3 separate regions of the Mus musculus genome follow, and all the other regions are linked to region 2. The links are chromatin contacts, called in public HiChIP or PLAC-seq maps. All regions are on one chromosome and are shown on one strand. The core of a region is the stretch at or near the end of the contact, and the rest is flanking DNA. Distances in the headings are between cores, read along the strand shown.

Region 1 (4,238 bases), core at 329-2,828, 890 kb before region 2:
ACAGGGTATCCCTAACAGTGATCAAGGTATATACAGAGATCAACCATCTATGACAGACTTTGGTCACAAATCAGTCCTGACTTTAGCAATCCACAGATGCTGGATGCGAGCTCAGCCTACTTTGCACACAGCCTACTCTGTGGGCTCAGGTCCGCTCGCGGTCTCAGTGGATGTAACAGGAGACAATTCTACTACATGTATTGTTTACTGCAGCCAGTGTAGTGAGTGAGTCGTGAGCTACCCAGTCATTGGCCCAAATGGACAGTAACTGATGGACTGACTTATAGTGCTGGTTTTTAAAATTTTAAACTTGTGCATGTCACGGTGTTGACCTCTTTACCCCAACTCCCTAACACACAGGAAGTTCCCAAGTTGCACACGAGTCAGGTCCCAGGAGCAAAACCAGACAGGCATCAACTTTGAAACTGACAAGAATGAAGAAGTTGGCTTCTGAGGTCCTTGCTACAGTCATTCAGCTGTCACTAGTCACGTGTTCCCCAGGAGTCTCTTTTTCAGGTGTTCTGGCCTGATCTGCTGGTATGACAGAAAAAAAAAAGTTTCTTGTCTGTCATATCCTCTGTAATCCGGCAGGAAACCCAAAATGTGCCTGCTGCAGTCCTAGGCTGAGCGCTTATCTGCTTCCTTGGGAAGAACGTGCATCAGAGTGTCCGGTTTAGGGGGATTTTCAACATGACCTCACCCTCTCCACCATTCACTGACCTCAGAAGGCATTACCCAAGTCACAAGTGCAGCTCGGATGGGAATCTAATGAGTGAGCCAGCCGCCAGCGACCTTCCTGGCACATCTCACGAGAACATCAACTCCAACTTCCCCTCAAACCAGGGCAGGTTATCAATAGTGCCCTGAGCTGCTAGGGTGAGGTGTTGATCAATAACGACATCTGACATCTACTTATCCTTCCAGATTCGGGATGGTTAGGATGACAAGGGGGCGGGGAAGGGTCGCTGCTAATTAAACGCACGATCTTGAAGGAAAGCTCTTGCCTGCCGGTAATACCAGAAACGGACAGGGAGGCTGAAGCAAGACGATTGTCACAAATTTAAGCCAACTTGGGCCGCAGGGATCTTGTCTCAAGAGTTAAAACAAAACAAAACAAAACAAGGCAAACTGTAACGAAGGAAGGCTTGCACTGGTCGGGTGCGGGGATGTCCCAGCCAATGGTCTCAAAATAGGTCGCGTGAAGGTGACAGCAAGCGGCGGGCGAGTAACTATGGGAAAGGGCAGTGGGATCTGTAGTGAGAAAGATGCCCCAGCGGAAAGGGGTCAGGATGGGCTTTGCTTACTCGCCTCGGGGCTCCGGGAAGCGGTGGCACTAAAGGGAAACAGAAACTCTGGATCCGCAGGCGCGCGCGCCCAGCCTGGCCCACGTGACCCGGGCTCCGCCGCTCTCCGAGCGCGCTCCCGGCTGCACAGGAGCGCGTGACTCCCGCCGCTGCCGCTCCCTCCTCCGCTCGGCGTGCCTGCGTGCGCGTACCCGAAAGGCAGCGGGCACGCGCACGCCCAGAGGGCCGCCGCCCCTCCCCGGGCCCGCCCTCCCTCCCTCCCTCCCTCCCTCCCACCCTCCCCCGGCCGGCGCGGCCCGCCCTGGCGAGTCAGTCCTCGGGTTCCCTCCCTCCCCGGGCGCGCTCGGGCCGCCGCTGCGCTCCCCGCCCTCCAGCCGCCTTGCCGGAGCCGCCCGCTGCCGGAGGAGGAGGTGGAGGAGCCGCAGGGGCCCGCCGAGGCGGCGGCGGCGGCAAGATGGCGGACTTCCTGCCGTCGCGCTCCGTGCTGTCCGTGTGCTTCCCGGGCTGCGTGCTGACGAACGGCGAGGCCGAGCAGCAGCGCAAGTCCAAGGAGATCGACAAATGCCTGTCGCGGGAGAAGACCTACGTGAAGCGGCTGGTGAAGATCCTGCTGCTGGGCGCGGGCGAGAGCGGCAAGTCCACCTTCCTGAAGCAGATGCGGATCATCCACGGCCAGGACTTCGACCAGCGCGCGCGCGAGGAGTTCCGCCCCACCATCTACAGCAACGTGATCAAAGGTGCGGGGCGCGGCGGGGCTCGGGGACCCCTGGGGAGCCGGGCCGGGCACCGCCCTCATCCGCCGGGTCCCCAGTCGGAGGAGACCGAACGGGATCAGATCGGACGGGCGAGCGGGTGGGCGCGCCTTGGGCACCGTTCTGTGCGCCCTGTTGCCCTGGTCCCTTCGATCCGGGACGCCCCGCTGTCCCCCCCGTGCTACCCCGGTGAGGGTCACGGTCGGCCCAGCACTCCGCGGCTGGCCTCGCCCCCTCCAAGAGGGAAGTGCGGCGAGTAGGGTGACTCGGGGCAGCGGGGCAACTTGTGTCCTCCCTGCACTCCGGGCAAGACCACCCATCAGTAGCCCCAGGTCCTACACTCCCTATCCCTTCCTATCCTTCTTTCCTTTCTGCCCGTCCCTGGTGGGTGACCCTAGTAACCGGGTATGTTACCCTTCCAGCTTTGGGCTTCCTAGGCCACCTCTTGACTTAAGCAAGTTCTGGAACGGTTGTAATGAGGAAACTTTTTTTTTTTTTTTTTTTTTTTTTTTACCCTGAGACTCTTGTCAAGGGCATAGAGTGACAGCCTCTAGAGCCTTTTGGGGCAAGAGTATGAAACTCACGTTTACTGAACTGGCATCAGGAAAGTCTATTAAAAAAAATTAGCGCGAGTGGTTTTATCGGCTCATTGCTACAGGATGTTTGTAATCACAGTTCAACATGTTGCACACTTTTTTTTTTCTTAATAACTCGAGACAGGAGAAAAAAACAGTATCATTTCATATCATTTCTAATGCTTTCATGAATTTATGTTTAAATACATGTGCTGGACTGCATGGTGGGCTTCACAAATCCTGTTGAACAGTATTTTAAATACTGTTCCTTAAGTGAAAACCACCCAATATTTTTATTCCTTAGTGTTCAAATAAGTTGCAGAGGTGGCTTTTATTTTTATCATTTAAAAGAATCATCTTGTTTTTTTTAATTTTTTTTTCTTTAGTGTCAGGTATTTTCTACCTAAGAGAAGTTGGCAGAGTTGAGGCACAGCAGCACATCAGAAAACAGATTTCTGAGTGGTTAAGGAGTCACCCTATTAAATCTAGGGCTTGGAAGCAAACTTTAATTTTGTAGGTCTTTTCAAGGAGTTGTGTGACTTTTTTTTAAGCATATTTTTTGTTGTTCAAGAAGAACATAAGCAAACTCCCTCATGGGTCCGTTCCCCCCACCCCCTTCAGTGTTTCAAGTAGGGAAAGACTAGAGAAGATGCTTTGCCAGGCAGAGAGGGGAGAGGGCGAGGCCAGGAGCTCACAGTCCATGTCTTGCCCTTACCCTTGTACCTTTGCAGTAAAGCTGAAAAGGATGGCTGTGTTCAGTCTGCCTTAATGCTCAGCACAGAACTAATTAAAGTCTCCTGGAAGACTGTAAACTGTACCTTGCCAGCCCTTAATTGAAGGTACCTTTGTATCCTGATACAGATGAACTTAAAGAATGAACAGACTCAAGTAGTCACTTGTGAGCGAGGCAAATCACCTGCTTTTCTACACACACTGGGCCTAAGAGTCCCTTTGAACATGATTGTGTGATCAGGTTGAAGTCTAGGGAGGCATCTTATTTTCTTTTGTTGGCATGGTCAGAAAAGTGAAAGCATAACAATTTTTTCTTGTATCCAAAGAAATGACTTCCCGATGATGACAGAAGTAACAGTTTTAGAGACAGGAGTTTGAGCTGACCTGTGTAAGTGGAAGCCTCATGGGCGGTCTTGGGTCTTTGTGCAGTTGGTTTTCCTTTTAGGTGACTAAAGCCAGTGTGTGACTGCACTGATTAAAAGAGAAACTTGGTCTGAGGAAGCCTTGAGGTTAAGTGCGTCCTAGAAGACAGTGTTGGTAGGAACCTGGAGGACCCGGACTGCACACAGCACAGTCAGCTGTCCTTAGCTCGGGCCGGGCCGTCTTTAGCCTGGCACCAGCCTAGGCAGCACTATTTATTTTTTCTGTCTCCGGTTTTGACTGCCGTCTACACCAGAAAGGATTTTTATGAATCGTAGCATATTAGAATCCTCCCCAAAGTGGTTTTTGTTATTAATATTAACTTTTCAAGGCTTCTGGTTTTGAGACAGTGAACACTTGTTTCTCAAACCTCTGAGAAGATAAAGGTTTTGTTTTGATTCTGGTCTCCCATTTTGGAAGTGGGGCTTCTGTAATAGCTAAAAATTAAGGAACCA
Region 2 (4,398 bases), core at 871-3,370:
ATAGAAGACTGAGTTTTTTTTCCTATGGAAAATGGGCAGACACAGTACACGCCACCCCCAGGCCTGTGTGCAGACCCAACCTACTATACTCTCTGCCTCAATTCTCCCTCCTTGCCTTATGAGTAATCCAGCGGCGGCTACCAGGACCAGAGGAGATGGCAGATTCCCAGATGAGGAAACCTAGATCCCTGGATAAAGGGAAATAGTCTTTCTCTCACCGGCTTGCTTCTCTTCTATACTGACTGTACTAAAAATTATAAGAACTGAACATCTGTCACAGGGAAGCCACTGAAGTTTGTACTGTTCGCCACTTCTCAAAGCATTGGCTTAGTACGTTACTCTTTTATATCCTTGGAAACAACCTTTACGTAGAAAATCAATAGTTTTGGATATAAAACGATAATATTAAAATTTTCTCAATTTATACTTACTAACTTTGTATCCCACTGTAGAGTATGGGATGGCTTAACCTTTGCTGCAATTTTACCATACAATTTAATTTTTCCTTTATCCCTTTAAAAAATTATATATATATATATATATATATATATATATATATTACTAAGTTCTATGGTATTGGTCACAGACCGTTATGAGTTTCTCAATCAAACAAACATAGATAGAAGTACCTACCTCAAAAGTAATAACTATAGCCTGCTGGTTAAGCTGTAATCTTTGAAATATTATTTGAAACTCAGGTGGGGAAAGGAGGCTGAGGAGAGGGTGGAATGTCTGCACCTACCAATAAGCTCTCTCTCTTCCTCCGCCATTTCTTGAGCAGAATCTTGTGCAGAAGGGCGCGGGTCTGCTGGCGCACGTGCACACTTAGCTCCTTCATACTTGCCTCACCTGCTCATTAAGCAAACAAACAATAAACCAAAACCAGAAGCGGAGTTGGAAAAACCTTGACTCTATTTCTGACTCAAATATTTACCACACTTAAGAACTATAATGCAATGTAAAATATTAATGCAACGATTTAAGACTAAATTTACCTCAAATGCATTCTCTTTAAGCTATGTGGAGGGACGGGTGACGGTGATGATAGGGCGTGGTTATCATCACACTTCTACAATAAAACAGAACATTCCAATGGGGGGGGGGGACGCCATTAGGGTGCAGAACACATATAATAATATTTTAGATCAGAATTCAATGATGTGAATAAAGTAATCTCTTGGTTTCACCCCATCAACACTCATTTTTGTTCCTTGCATTTTAGGAAAAAAAAAAAACTAAACAAATCAACAACAAAATTTTGATTGCTTAAACTCGCCTGAATGATAAATTCATCGGATACAATCCCAGTGAAATATGTTCATAATACTTATCTTCAGATTTAAATATAATAAAAATTTAACTGAATAACTCTTACCAGAAGAACTGAGCTTTAAAATAATAATCAATACTCGAAATTACTTGATTCTGACTCACCAGAAGAATAAGGCTTCTCTCAACTTTGTAAATAGAAATGACACTCAAAATGCAGAAAGCAAAGTTCAAAATAAGTTAGGAAGGAAGGAAGGAAGGAAGGAAGGAAGGAAGGAAGGAAGGAAGGAAGGAAGGAAAAAAGAAAGAAAGAAAAAGAAGAGAGAGAACATAGTTTTACCCAGCAATTTTTCAAATAAACAAATTTTAAAACCCATTTTAGTTTTCATGATCTTTCAATTTAATCTTTCCTAAATTTACATGACAAAATGCAATACAGTTCTTTCCTTGGCTACAATGGAAGCAAGCTAGAATCTACAGCTGTATTTTCGAAATAAAATTCGGTTGGGGCGGGGGAAATAAAAATTAGCTCTTAAATCACTTTAAGATACTTAAGTGTCTACAAACCATCTGAATAACAGATTGAACTTGGCAATATCCACCCATTTATTCGGCAGAGCACAAAAACAGCAGTAAGCTTCACTCACTACTGAGGAATATTCGCACTCCCGGAACAGGCAGGCTTCTTTTCCTAGTGCATCCCTTTGAGCACTTTCTCTCCTTCCGTAAACATTTCTTAAGTAGGTGGCTGCTCTCCGCGGTTCCTTTGCACACTGCTTTCCGAAAGGGGATGTGGTCACTCCAGGCTGCACATGATGAATCTGTTTTGTTTTCTGTGTCCTCTCTCTCTCTCTCTCTCTCCTGGGAAAACCCTGTTCTGTGATTGGTTGAGAATAAAACAAACCCTGTGTCTGTTCATTCACCCCCTTTCAACTCCGGAAAAAATAAAGCAGATAAGGAAAACTTGCTCAAGCCCTTCAGATATGATGAGATCAAGATTGGAAAGAAGACAAAAAATCAAAATAAAACAAAACAAAAACAAAAACAAAAAAAAAAAAAAACCAACCCAACAACAACAACAAAAACCCTAGAATAAAAATGTTATCTAAGGACTTGTATGAGAAATACAAGTTTTCATGATTTCTCACTCTGCATAGCTAAACATAGACGTCAGTTTTCAATTTGGCAAACTCACACTAACTGGGAAAAGTTGCTGAAGCTGGGAGTTTCTCTTCTTTTCTATTTTTTCCTTTAAAGGTAAAGCAATCCCTATCTCTGCCTTGGAGATAGTCTGACGGTAGACAAATGAAATACTATTTTAAAACATGTTTCTCCTACTCTGGTCACAGCTGTGTGGGATTTTATGGGTTAAGTACATTAATAAAATAGATTTATCTTGTGACTAAAATACATAAAAGATTTCCAATTTTTATGCACTAATACTAGCCTACCTGAACTCCATTCTGTCCTTGCTGCACAGTGTATCTGAAAGGCACTGAAAACTTTTGACCCGCCACAGCAAATGTCAAAACAGAAAAAGCGAAGTCCAGGAGTTGAGAAATCTCAAATATTTGTCAGGACTCTTTTATCCACATGTGTTACTAAATCTAAATCAGAGAGATGTTCCAGAGTATAGGGGACAAGTTTAAGACAGTAACAGTTCCAGCCATGATAATATACTTGGCAGTTAATTCTACTTTTAAAAGTAGACACAAGTGAAATAGCGTGCCTTTTATCTTGAAAACTGTCAAAACAAACATGTTAACAAGGGTATTCTAAAGGCCTCAGGACTGTAGGGGGAAAATGTCACAACACTTAAAAAATTTGTTTCGATAGTAGAACGAATCTTTTGAAGTAGCCTAGAATATAATTCAGATTTCTATTAATTTTATTGCCATAGTTGTTTGATTCTTTATATTCTATTTTTTGGTAGCTAATGCTTAATGAAAAGTTCTTTCTTAGAAGTTTTATATTGTGCATTTAATTGCTAGGGTTTTTTTTTTAATTTCTTGTTTGTCTGTTTTGCGCTCATAAATTACATCCTAACCCCAGTTTCCTCTACTTCCACTCCTTCCAGTCCCTCCCCCACATCTCCCCTCTTCCCAAGTTCTAGTCCTCCTCCATTTCCCTTCAGAAAGGAGCAGGCCTCCCAGGGATAGCAATCAAATAGGCCATAAAAGTTCAGTAAGTCTAGGCGCATGCACTCATAGGCTCAGCGCATGCATTCATATCAAGGCTGGATGAGTCGAGCCAACAGGAGGAGAAGGGTCCCAAGGGTGGGCAAAAGAGTCAGAGGCAAATCTTTTTTTATTCTGCTTTTCTTAAAATTTTATTAAAACTCACAGCTTTAATAACATCAATTTCTTAAATATATTTACTGCTTTCTCGCTGTTTTATGTATGTGTTTTATTGGCCTATTTTTCTCATATTTATTTGAGATAGTGTCTCTCACTGAATTGGAGCTAGGCTGTTCTCTTTAATATGCCTCATTTATTGTGGTGACACTATTTTTAACTTTGAATGTAAAGATAATCCTACAAATAGCGACCTAACATGATGAGGAAGACAGACGCAGCCTCCAGCTAGGACCTGGAAATATTGGGAAAAATATATTCCAAGTTAGAAATTGAGATGTATAACTAAACTTAAAAATAATGAATAAAGGGTGGTGGCGCACGCCTTTAATCCCAGCACTTGGGAGGCAGAGGCAGGCAGATTTCTGGGTTCGAGGCCAGCCTGGTCTACAAAGTGAGTTCCAGGACAGCCAGGGTTATACAGAGAAACCCTGTCTCAAAAAACAAAAACCAAAAAACAAAAACAAAACAAAAAACAAAAACAAAAACAAAACAAAACAAAACAAAACAAAACAAACAAACAAAAAAGAATAAAGGATACTAAAAAGTAATAAACAATTGGAAAACTAAGTGAAGAGTGAGGGTATACCCAGTAGGTTCTAAAACCAAAAAGAGAATTTAAAATTTCGTCATGAGTAGCATTTCAGGTAACGAAGTACATCTGGAATATATTGGATTAAGATCTAGGCCTCTGGTGTCTCAGTTTTTCTGTGATTCAGTCTTTAACACTGACAGGTGGACAATCTACAACTCATTTTCCTACAAGAATCTAGGT
Region 3 (3,951 bases), core at 1,273-3,772, 580 kb before region 2:
CCAACAGTTTATTTTTATTACTGTTATTTTTTAAACAAAATTCACAGTTCGTAACGAGGCACACTTATCTTGTGATTTCTGTATAATGTCGGGTTCTATTTGGGAGTGACTGCGTTTTCATGTGTGTGCAAGTGGTTCTGATTAATAATTCCCTCCCTCCCTTTCCCAGTTAACTTAAATTGTTGGTTATGGTAGATTTTTTTCTTGGTAGATTGAAAAGCTTCTAGATTGTTACTAATTTGGGAAAAAGTTTCATTTAGGTTTTAGCATGGGATAGAAAGCTACCTTGTTGCCATATCTAAAACTTCCATAATCTATATTAAATGAGGGTTTTCTGTACTTACTTTGTGGTTGGCTATCTTTTTTTATATTTAAAAAAATAAAAATTATGTTACTAGCTTAAAGCTTAATTTGATATTTGTTTAAATGCCAAAAATGTATGTATGTGAATGATGTAGAACGCCATAAAATGCATTTCATGTGTATATACCCCCTTGGTCTGTACGGAGATAAACACCTGCTTTCTAAGAGTTCCATGCTAGCTTACAAGTTACGCCCTTTTGTCGTTTTACTCTTAGACTTTTCAAGATAAGTCTAAATTTAAAAATTACCACATTTAAAGCTTTATCTTTGTGCAATTTAAATATCAGTCAGAAGTCGTGGTTGGCATACTGTGTCTTTGTGGACTCTTGGCACCATTGTCTCTGGATGGGTGGGCGAATTTAAGCAATCTGCTGAGAAAGCAGAGCTGGCCAAAGGGACAGTTGCTGTTTCCTGGACACTAGTCTGATATACTCTGTGCTAATCTAATCGCTGTTCTTTTGTTACAGACTGTCTCAATGGTAGGTCACAGAATAAAAAAGATGAAATAATTTAAATTCTTAAACGAATCAGTTTTTCTTCCTTTCTTCCTTTTCTTCCTCTGTTTTTCCCCAAAATTTCAGTGGGAAAGAATGAAAGTGAATTTTGGGATTAGAATTTTGAAAAAGTAATGTATTTATTTTTTTTTAAAATACATTCCAATTCAGTTTGTCAAAGGGTGGATTTCAAAACCTTGCTTTTATGGGTGTGGGACAGACTCACTAACAAGCTCTGGAAGGGGAAGGTTCTGTCCAAAGCCATGGCGTTGTTTTCACAGGACAGACCTGTCTGTGTGCCTTAGGGCTTCACAGACTGGATTGGACTCCTGGTTTTACAAGATCCACCTGTAGCTGCTTGAGGATCTTACACATCAAGATTTGTTTCTGTTTCTTCCTGGAGTTTGAAGAGTGAGCACATGAGTTACTCTGGTGATAACTGGGATCTTCACACGCAGGGAAGCTGGAGTTAGTGCTGGAGAGTGGCTGAGTTCTGCTGCTTAAGCTCTGCCTGGCCAGGTTCAGAAGTCCCTTCCTCTCACCAGCTGCATGTCCTTCTTTTAAAACTTGGCCCAGGATGCAGTTTACTGTTGTGTTGACATTCTGAAATTGAATTAGCACAATGGCAGTGGCGTCACTTTGTCTCCAACCTCAAAGATTTGGACCCTTTGTGAACTTTGGCAAAGCCCTGCCAGTGCACTTCCGGGTGGACCAAAACCATGCTAACCATTTAATTTGCCCTCCATCACATCTGCCAAGGGGAAACACAAATCTCTCCCTTCTTACATTTGGGGTATTTCTGTAGAAACCATCATTTTTGTGTACATACACAGCTAAAATTTGTTTCTTGGCATAACTTTAGAACTGTGACATCATCATGAGTCCCTGTAAGAACAAGAAGTAGCTTTGTGATTTTAAAAAAGTCACCACTAGATGGAGAGCTTTTTCTTTATGCTCAGCTTTGCCAACCTCAGATGAGTCGCAGCTGTTTCTCAGTCTGCAGATCCTGCATTTGCGTGTCTCCCTACTTGGTACAATGTAAGTGTGACCCCGAGACTGCCACACCAGAAGCCCTCTGGGACCTGAGCTGCACTCGCAGAGAAAAACGTGATTATCCCTTGCCTTCCCACCCGAGGCTGAGTGAGGTCTGCCTCACCTCATCTGTGGCCATGTCACCTGGGGGCCTCCTGCACCACGCTTGTGTGGGGGCCCTCGTGCCTGCTGTTGATGAGGTCACTCGGTATTTAGAAGGCCTCCCAGGATAGTGCTCATGGGCTGACTCGCGTTCCTGAGTTTGAGAAAGCTGTCTCTTACTGTGAACGTGCAGCAGTAGACAGATGCAGTGTTAAAGAACCAGCAATGTAAAGACATGATCTTTACCACACAAGATGAGATTCTGTAGTAATGGGTCAGTGAAGTTAGACTAGAGAATCCTAAGAACCTGACCTCATACTTCTCCTAGGGGCAGTAATAATTTACCAGTTAAGAGGCCAGGAGTTTAATAGGACAGAATTGCTCCCTATAAGAGAATTGACTTATCCTTAGATAGGTCCAGCATTTGGAGAATGCTGTGGCATATCCCTCCAAACTGATCCCTACCAGTTCACACAGTCTTGGTTTTTTTATTTGCTTGCCAGTGGTAACATGGAAAGTTTTCACATAGACTCAGAATATTTTTTTTCCCCATGGGAAGTTGAGCAATGATTCAGAGTGCGTAAGCTGTAAGAACTCCACACTCTGAGAATGGAATGTTTTTGTCTTCTGGTGCTTTTGAAAAATGCTGCTCTTAGCTTTATGTTGTTGTTGTTAGAAAAACAGATAGTTAAAAGTAGCCTATATAGTTATCCATCATAGAATCAAGCCGAGTTACTTTGGTTTTGAAATGTAAAGCAGATTTCAGAGTCTCGAGAGACTGGTCTGCATCAGGGAGGCCATGTTGGAGATGGACTGCAGCTCGCCCGAGCCAGGCTGGCTGAGAGCCCCAAACCATCCTTTCTTTGATCTGACAGTGCCTGTCCCCCCCAGCCCCCAATCTTCAGTGTGGCTTCCTTGTGCTTCCCAGACATGGGAGAAGAGAAGAAACAGTTGATGTTGCTGCAGGAAGCTGCGCCTCACAAAAGGGCCTTCTTGAGAGGGAAGTCTTTAGAACCAGTTTTCTCTGGTAAAGAGTTGACTTTGCTGTTTTTTCTCCTGTAGCCCAGCCCAGCCCAGCCCAGCCCAGCCTTCAACTCTACACTCTTTGTTTCAGCCACTCAAGGGTGGGGATTTGCTGGAATGAGTCACAGCACCCAGCAAATTTGACTTCACAAATGGGTGTGATGCTATACATTTTGGAAGAAGTCTAAACCACAAGATGATGTGGTTTTGTCTCTTGAGAGCTATAGTTCTCATCCTTACACATTGGAGGAGGGGCATGCTCGTGAGGGTTGCAGACCTATGTCTTGCAGGGTAGTGTCTGGGACTGGCAAGGCTCTAGGGTGAATAGAGGCAAGGTTATTTCGCAAACTGGGTTCTGGGGTTGTGTGCCCATAACGTGGGGTGCTAGGATGAATCAGAACCATCCACTACAAGACCAGCATGGTGACTCGTGCCTTAATCCAGGCACTTGGGAAGTAGAGGCGGGAGAATCAAGAATTCAGGGCCAGCCTGGTGTACATGAACTCCAATCTCAGAAGACCAAAACAATACTACCTGTTCTCAGTCATCCTGTCTGTCCTTGGACATATGCACAAGTCTGAGTGACATTGCTGGTTCTGGATTTGTCCCTTGTAGTGATGTCTTTTCTTCCTCCCCTCCATATTTTTTGATCCTCTGGCTTTTATCAGACAATAAAGTGATTTGATCTGATGAAGCCATGCGACCCTAATCTTCCACCAGCTCCCCCTTTTGTGTCTGGCTCTTGGTTTTGACATACATGGTGTCACTTCCTCACGCAGCCCAGGCTAGCCTCGAATTCCCTGTGTAGCTCAAGAGTGTCTCTGAACTTCAGCTTCTCCTGAGTGCTGGCGTTACCGGATGTGTGATGCTGGGGGGTTGAACCTGAGAGGCAAGCACCCCACCCACTTGCGAGCCACACGGCTCTCGGTTGCCAATT

The links. HiChIP or PLAC-seq counts read pairs in DNA pulled down with a chosen protein or histone mark.
Region 1: an H3K27ac HiChIP or PLAC-seq map of embryonic brain shows a contact between it and region 2, with 22 times the contacts expected there. The contact joins the promoter of Gna13 here to the promoter of Abca6 in region 2. A contact is called at or near these places in 2 of 39 promoter capture datasets (hippocampal neurons and stem cell-derived epiblast-like cells), 1 of 484 Hi-C or Micro-C datasets (embryonic stem cells), 5 of 115 datasets of contacts at active chromatin or transcription factors (acute myeloid leukemia, astrocytes, embryonic brain and 1 more) and 1 of 9 other capture datasets (adipose tissue).
Region 3: a contact with region 2 is called in an H3K27ac HiChIP or PLAC-seq map of embryonic stem cells, with 7 times the contacts expected there. The contact joins the enhancer-like site here to the promoter of Abca6 in region 2. A contact is called at or near these places in 11 of 39 promoter capture datasets (the 3T3-L1 cell line, the C10 cell line, cranial neural crest and 5 more), 1 of 15 datasets of contacts at CTCF or cohesin (pro-B cells), 52 of 484 Hi-C or Micro-C datasets (the AML12 cell line, B cells, the BV-2 cell line and 39 more), 9 of 115 datasets of contacts at active chromatin or transcription factors (the NIH/3T3 cell line, T-cell acute lymphoblastic leukemia, embryonic basal ganglia and 4 more) and 3 of 9 other capture datasets (adipose tissue, embryonic stem cells and macrophages).

Annotation. Positions count from the first base shown.
Region 1 is chr11:109,361,216-109,365,453 of GRCm38.p6, forward strand. Gna13 (guanine nucleotide binding protein, alpha 13) reads left to right here and starts at 1,579. Exons shown (of 4, transcript NM_010303.3): 1 at 1,579-2,041. The coding sequence starts at 1,759. It overlaps Gm11696 (predicted gene 11696), which reads right to left and starts at 2,439. Exons shown (of 2, transcript NR_038097.1): 1 at 1,891-2,439.
Region 2 is chr11:110,249,656-110,254,053 of GRCm38.p6, forward strand. Abca6 (ATP-binding cassette, sub-family A (ABC1), member 6) reads right to left here and starts at 2,121. Exons shown (of 39, transcript NM_147218.2): 1 at 1,917-2,121; 2 at 743-849. The coding sequence starts at 838.
Region 3 is chr11:109,668,774-109,672,724 of GRCm38.p6, forward strand. Prkar1a (protein kinase, cAMP dependent regulatory, type I, alpha) reads left to right here. Exons shown (of 11, transcript NM_001373913.1): 11 at 1-890. It also overlaps a transcript of Fam20a not described here. Among named protein-coding and RNA genes, the nearest start is that of Gm39443, 17 kb to the left of the region's middle. Within about 2 kb of position 2,523, at least 158 of the 459 cell types and tissues checked have an H3K27ac peak or open chromatin away from gene starts, as enhancers often do. A contact at or near this core is called in the BV-2 cell line, DN3 thymocytes, the NIH/3T3 cell line and 16 more, where this site is marked.